Linked DNA regions of Mus musculus: region 1 is linked to region 2. A link is a contact called in public HiChIP or PLAC-seq data. All regions are on one chromosome and are shown on one strand. Each heading gives the region's core, a stretch centred on a gene start, on an enhancer-like site or on the middle of the called end of the contact. The rest is flanking DNA. Distances are from core to core; before and after follow the strand shown.

Evidence for each region. HiChIP or PLAC-seq counts read pairs in DNA pulled down with a chosen protein or histone mark.
Region 1: a contact with region 2 is called in an H3K27ac HiChIP or PLAC-seq map of large pre-B cells, with 7 times the contacts expected there. The contact joins the enhancer-like site here to the promoter of Bicdl1 in region 2. A contact is called at or near these places in 1 of 39 promoter capture datasets (hippocampal neurons), 2 of 484 Hi-C or Micro-C datasets (both in embryonic stem cells), 3 of 115 datasets of contacts at active chromatin or transcription factors (embryonic stem cells, large pre-B cells and pancreatic cancer cells) and 1 of 9 other capture datasets (embryonic stem cells).

The regions. Positions count from the first base shown.
Region 1 is chr5:117,137,126-117,140,236 of GRCm38.p6, forward strand. The region is part of intron 1 of Taok3 (TAO kinase 3); the gene reads left to right. Among named protein-coding and RNA genes, the nearest start is that of Taok3, 19 kb to the left of the region's middle. Within about 2 kb of position 1,671, at least 132 of the 459 cell types and tissues checked have an H3K27ac peak or open chromatin away from gene starts, as enhancers often do.
Region 2 is chr5:115,730,232-115,733,111 of GRCm38.p6, forward strand. Bicdl1 (BICD family like cargo adaptor 1) reads right to left here and starts at 1,390. Exons shown (of 9, transcript NM_001080808.2): 1 at 891-1,390. The coding sequence starts at 1,328.

The sequences.
Region 1 (3,111 bases), core at 421-2,920, 1.4 Mb after region 2:
GTGTGTGCGCGCGCTCTGCCAAATGCTGCCAGTAAGCCCCCATCGCCAGTACGGTCCCACCCACCTTGGGCAACAGTTCAGGGAGTCAGAGAATCTGCCGCTGGTGTTCTTGGTTCTTAGCGGCTGACCCCTGCACTGGGGCTCCTGCTCAGCCCTCCTGCATTACTCTCCGTCTTTGTCTCGTATTTTTGGGCTTGGCACAGGAACGTGTCTGCCATCTCTCACCCTGTCACTTCACACACCTGCTAGCCCCCTCCTCCCAAGCCTTGGTGTCTCAGACTGAAAAAGGACATGGACACGGAGATGGGACCCACTGGTCTTATCCATGTTCTCACGTGCTCCGTGTGCTACCCTGGCCAGTCGGGTGGGGAGAAGCTGGGGAGGCTGCAGAATTGGCTGTAGGTTTAGTAATTATTAGCCAAATTATTTTTCAGTCCAACAGACTCAGAGTCAGCCCCATTTCTCCCTTTGTCCACCCACTGAAAATTCCCCTCCATTTGGTAGAACTTAGAAGAGCCACAGGGAGAACAAAGTATGGGTTTGTTTTCAAAGTATTTATGTGTTCCTGTGTGTGCATAGTCGTATGAGGGTATGAGGTTAAGGGTAAGTGTCCCCCTCTATCTGCCTCACCCAGCAGGCAGGTTACGGATGATCACCACGCCCTTCATCCACATGGGCATTGGGGATCTAACTCTAGTTCACACGCTGAGCTGGCTCTCCAGCCAGAGGGTCGTTTGGTTTCGTCGTTTTGTTTTGTTTTGAACTTATTTTCTCTGTGCAGTGTGTGCTGGTTCCTCTTGCACACCCGGTCAGGTTGAGACTGTATTTCAGCACTTTAGGTCAGATTAGGGAGAACAAAAGGGTTTTGTTGAGTTTTTCTTTAGCAGACCCAGAAGATAAAGAAGGTATTTTTGGTTTGGTTTGGTTTTGGTGTCTTACCGTCGATCTCTGGGGATTGCTGTCCTCTAAGGAGTCTGTGAACTTAGATGCGTCGAAGACAGGTTGAGCAGATTTCCCTGGGATGGCAGCTAAGCAGACGTGAAGTAGGGAGATACTGAGACTAGACTGACTAAACCATGAAACTGTGTACAGCTTTGCTAAGGCTCTGAAGCCCCTGTGGACATGGTCCTGACACTTGAAAGTCTATAGCTCTACCTATAGCATGACCCTCTTGTCTCCTGCTTCTGGATTCCTCTGTGTCTGCCTTGTACTTAGACTGCCCCTAGTTAGACTTCCTCAATACTGCTGTAAAAATTAAACTGTTCCCTGCGTCCCGTTCAGACTCCGTCCCCTGTGTCTTCATTTATGGGTCACCATAGCTGGCTCCCTCCATCCTGGTCTCTCACCCACCCACCCTCCCCAGCTCATACCCAACAACCTTTTCATTCCTTTGCTTTTTGGTTGTTATTTGAGACAGGGTCTCACTGTGTGCTGGCCAGGCTGGCCTTGAACACTCCATCTTCTGGCTGGGTCTCTCCAGTGCTGGGGTTGGAGGCATGCACCGCCACGCCCTGCTGCACAGCCTTCTTCAAATGCCACTTCCAGCACTGAACTCTGCATGCTGGGCCTCTGAGGTTCCCACTTTCCACTGCGAGGTTCTCCACGCCCTTGCTAATCTGTCCCCAGAGTGTTTATCCAGCCTCACTTCCTCTGCTCTTGGGCGGGCAGGCGGGCGGGCGGTCCCTTCAGCTCCTTTGCAGTCAGTCAGATGTTCCAGGCTCACCACTGGTACCAGTGCTTGTTATTTCACCAAAAGTATCTCTAGCTCTCAGACTTTACCTTCTTTTCAAGCCCAGTGTCAGGCTCACTTCCTGTTTGACTTTTCCCCTGCCTATTTCTGCTGTCTTTTTGCTGAGCCAAGGTTTCATGTAGCTCAACCTGATGGCTCCCTGGGTCATCAAAGCTGGCCTTGAATTCTCCTGACTCTACCTCCTAAACACTAGGATTTCCCCCAAGCTCTTACTACATAGTCCGGACCCGCCTAGAACTCCTCCTATGTTGTAGATCAGGCTGCCTTTGAACTCCCAGAGATCCACCTGCCTCTACCTCCTGAGTGCTGGAAGTTTAAAGGCGTGTGCCACCACCAGGCTTGGCTTCCAGGTGGTTTTTAATGTATTAAACCAATGAACAAAACTGTGTGTGCCCACGTCACTTGCTCTCATAGACTCCAGCGCTGGACAGTCACTAACTTTCTGTCTGATTGTGGACATTTCATTATGTGTGGGATCAGACCCCATGTGGCACTGTGTGAGTATGTGAGAGCCCTCCACTTTGCATGATATTTTCTAGACTCATCCATGTTGTATCATGTGCCACCTGGGTCAATACTCCATTCCCTTTTAAGACCAGCAGTGCATGCCGGTGACACTGTCTCCTGTGTGTTCATCAGTTGATGGGCACTTGAGGTGTTTCCATTGCTGATCGTAACATTGATGTGAGCATCCACATATGCATTGCTGTGTGTGTGTGTGTGTGTGTGAGAGAGAGAGAGAGAGAGAGAGCGAGAGCGCGCACTCCCTGGCTTTGAAGTTACAGACAATCATGAGTGCTGGAATTCAGGAGAGCACAAAGCACTCGTTATGGCTAAAGCTGTCTCTCCGGCCCCCATGTATACATTTTCATATGAGCATATGTTTTCAATTCTTTGGAGTATGTGCCTAGGAGTGCAATTGCTCATAATTATTTTTGTAAAGTAATAGAAATGAAAATTCCTTAAAAATCATCTCTCTTAATTATTCCACACACATACACAAAATATTGTTTATTTAGTTAGTTGGTCTCCTGGATCTTTTCATCAGAAGCGAGATAGACACAGAACTTCAGCTTGAGTCCTGGACAGATGGTCTTTAATTCTGAGTGAACAGTCCCAGTTGCCCGTCACCATGAGGACACTGTGCAGAAGGCATGCCTAAGCGTCCTCAAATTGCTAGTCACAAGGAATGAAGTTAAGGAGTGGCCGTGTCATGTAAAGGGTAGATGCCATCAGGAAGTTGTCAGGGTACTTCTTTACACCCGGTGGCGGTGGGATCTATACGAAGTCCCAAAGGCTGGCCAGCTTTTCATCAGGTGTGGCAGGACATGATCAGTGCACGCTCAGCCGAGTTCAGAGGG
Region 2 (2,880 bases), core at 140-2,639:
TTCTGCTTAAGAGCAAAATCCCAATAAACACAGTTGTAGACGATGTTGTTGCATGGAATTAACAGAAATATTACTCATTTGAAAACGTACTTAGGATTATTTATTAACTGGGGTGTGTGTGTAGGCCGGAGGACACGTTGCTAGTGACATCCCACATGGGTTCTGAGGAACCAATTGGGGCAAGTGACCTTACCCACTGAACCATTTTGCCAGGAAACGACCCTCCCACAGGGGTGGGTGAGGGGAAATGTTTTTAGTAGTGGTTAAAAGTAACATACATGCTAAGACCCAGGACACAGGAAAGTACTACTGAGACACACATAGCTACTGAAGCCCAAACTAATCACATGATGAGCCCTGCCTTCTCTGATTTCTGCAATGGAACCACATCCCCTAATCCCTAAGCATTTGAAAGCTATATAAAGCTCCTTTCGAGGCACTTGTTCCCCACAACTCTCTGCCAGAAAGTTAAGACAAGGGCATCCAGAGGCCTTAATGCCCGGACTGGAAAGCTCTGGGCTAACACCCTGATTAGAGATTAACTGCTTCTCCGAACACCTGAAGCATATTTTAAATGCTTCTCGATGTTCTCATTTCTGTGTGCAGATATCGCCTTGGTGCTGTATAAATTAGTCATACTGTAAGCTCTATTTTAGACTCTGTGTACAATACATATATAGAACGGCCCACAACGGTGAGAGACGTGCACGGACTCACATCCGAGCTGGGTGGGAAAGGCAGGTGGGCTCAACGAACGCGCTGATGCTGGTGAAAACTATCCCTCCTGCCTCCCCGTTCTCGATGATCTTCTTCGAGGTAGACTAGGCACGGAAACGGGGAGGACAGGCAGGCACCCCAGCTCCCCACCCATGCCGCCGGAAGGTCCTCACCTCTAGCTTGTCCGTCAGCTCCTTGTGCATCTGCTCGTACTGCCGGCTCATGTCCTGGTTCCTCTCGAGCAGCGCCTTGCCTAGTCGGGCCGCCAACACCAGATCCTTCTCCTTCTGGCGGATCACCGACAGCAGCTCGGGATCCTGGGTAGGCGGCGGCGGCAGCGGCGGCCCGTGCCCCTCAACCGGAGACTCCGGCTCCGCCTGAGGATGCTCGCCGGGCTCGGACGACCGCTCCCCGGCCGCCAGCAACGCCAGCTCCTCCTCTAAGGCCAGTTCCAGTTCCCCGGGACCTCCGGGGAAGGAGACGAGGGCGGCAGCAGTGGCGGGACTCCGGACTGCGTCCCCGGCCCCAGCGGGCAGCTCCATGCAGCAGGCGCTGTCCGGCTCGGCGGGTGCTGAAGCTCGGCCGGCCAAGCCCAGGCAGAAGGCGGACATGGCCCGCGCGCGCCGAGCCCGCAGCGGTGCGGCCCGGCCGGCGCGCGCCAGGCTGCAAGGCGGGGGGTGGGGATGGGGATGGCGGGGGAGGGGCCCCGCCGCGCCGCCCCGCGCTTCGCCTCGCCTTGCGCCGCGGCACGCGCCCCCCGGGTCCCCGCGAGCCCTGGGCGCGGCGCGCGCGGGCGGGCAGGCGGGCGGCCCCTCCCCCGCGCCGGCGACACGCGCCCCCGCCCCCGGGGGGCTCAGCTGCTGGCGCGCGCCCGGGACGCGGACGACGGGGGTGGGCAAGAGCGGCAGAAGGGGAGATTGAAGAGGGGTGGCGGGGTGCGGAGCGGGAGGAGAAGCCGCGCTAAGGATCGCCGCCGCGGCCGGGGTTCAGCCGCCCTGTTGCTGCCGCTGCTGCTTCTGCTGCCGCCGTCGCCGCCGCCGCCGGCCGGCCGGCGCCTCACGGGGAGGGCTGCGCTCCGCTGTCGCTGCGTCGCTCGTTGCTGCTGCTGCCGTCGGCCGCTCCTTGCAGCCGCGCTCCATGTCCCCCGGCTCGGCGGCAGCAGCGGCGGCGACGGCGGCTGCTGCTGCTGCAGGGGCCGAGGCGGCGGCTCGACATCGTTGGCCGCACAGCCCCGGAGCAGTCCTTCCTTCTTGCCTGCCCGGCCCCGCAGCTCACCCGGCCGAGGAACCCGCCCGGCTCGCCCGCCGGGCTCGCTCCTCCGCCCGCCCGCCCCGCGCTTCCGGCCGCGCCCCTCTTCCCCGCCCCGGGGGCCGGCGCCTGACGCGCGCGGGCACCTGTTCGCCGCCGCGCCCGCGCGGGATTCGCCGACGCTCCGCTCGCCTCGGCCGCGCCCAGGTGGCGCCCGCCTAACCCGGACGTGGCCTCACGCGACGCGGGGACGGATGCGCGCGCCGCCCGTGGGGAAGCTCAGCGCGTCCTGAAAGGCCGGAGCCTCTCCCTCCCGTGTGTGTGTGTGGGGGGGGGGGGTGGGGACGGCCACGCCCCCGGCCTGGAGCCACGCCCTCAGCCTCGTTCCCAGCTCTAGGTGTGGCCACGCCCCCTGCGCGCTCACCTAAGGGTGCGGCTCTACGTCCACCACTTCTCCGACTCCTCCTCAGCTTGGCGCTCGGCCACGCCCCCTGCCTCGTTTTCGCCGGGGCCACGCCCCCCGCGCTCGCACCTCTGGGTGTGGCCTCCTCCTCCTCCAGACTCCCACGCTCTCACCCCTGATGGCGCTCTGCAGCGGCACGCGTCCTCTTCCTCGCCTCCGCGGCCCCAGCCCGCAGCCTCTCTTCGGTTTGGGGAGCTGGCGGGAGCCCCATTTGGATTGGGTCTTGTGGTGGGGTATCCTAGCTGGTCTGTGGTCCGAGGGGGCTGCGGACAATTATGTGAGTCAGGGAGCCAGGCGGAGAGCCATTTGCAGTGCGGGATTTCTATCTGAACCCCTGCAAGAGCTAAGCAGTCGGGAGAGGGAGCCCTCGAGAAAAGGAGGCGGAGGAATGACTTGGAGAACCCAGCATCTTCATACTGATGACTCAGGGATATGAGAGAAAAGGGTTTGTG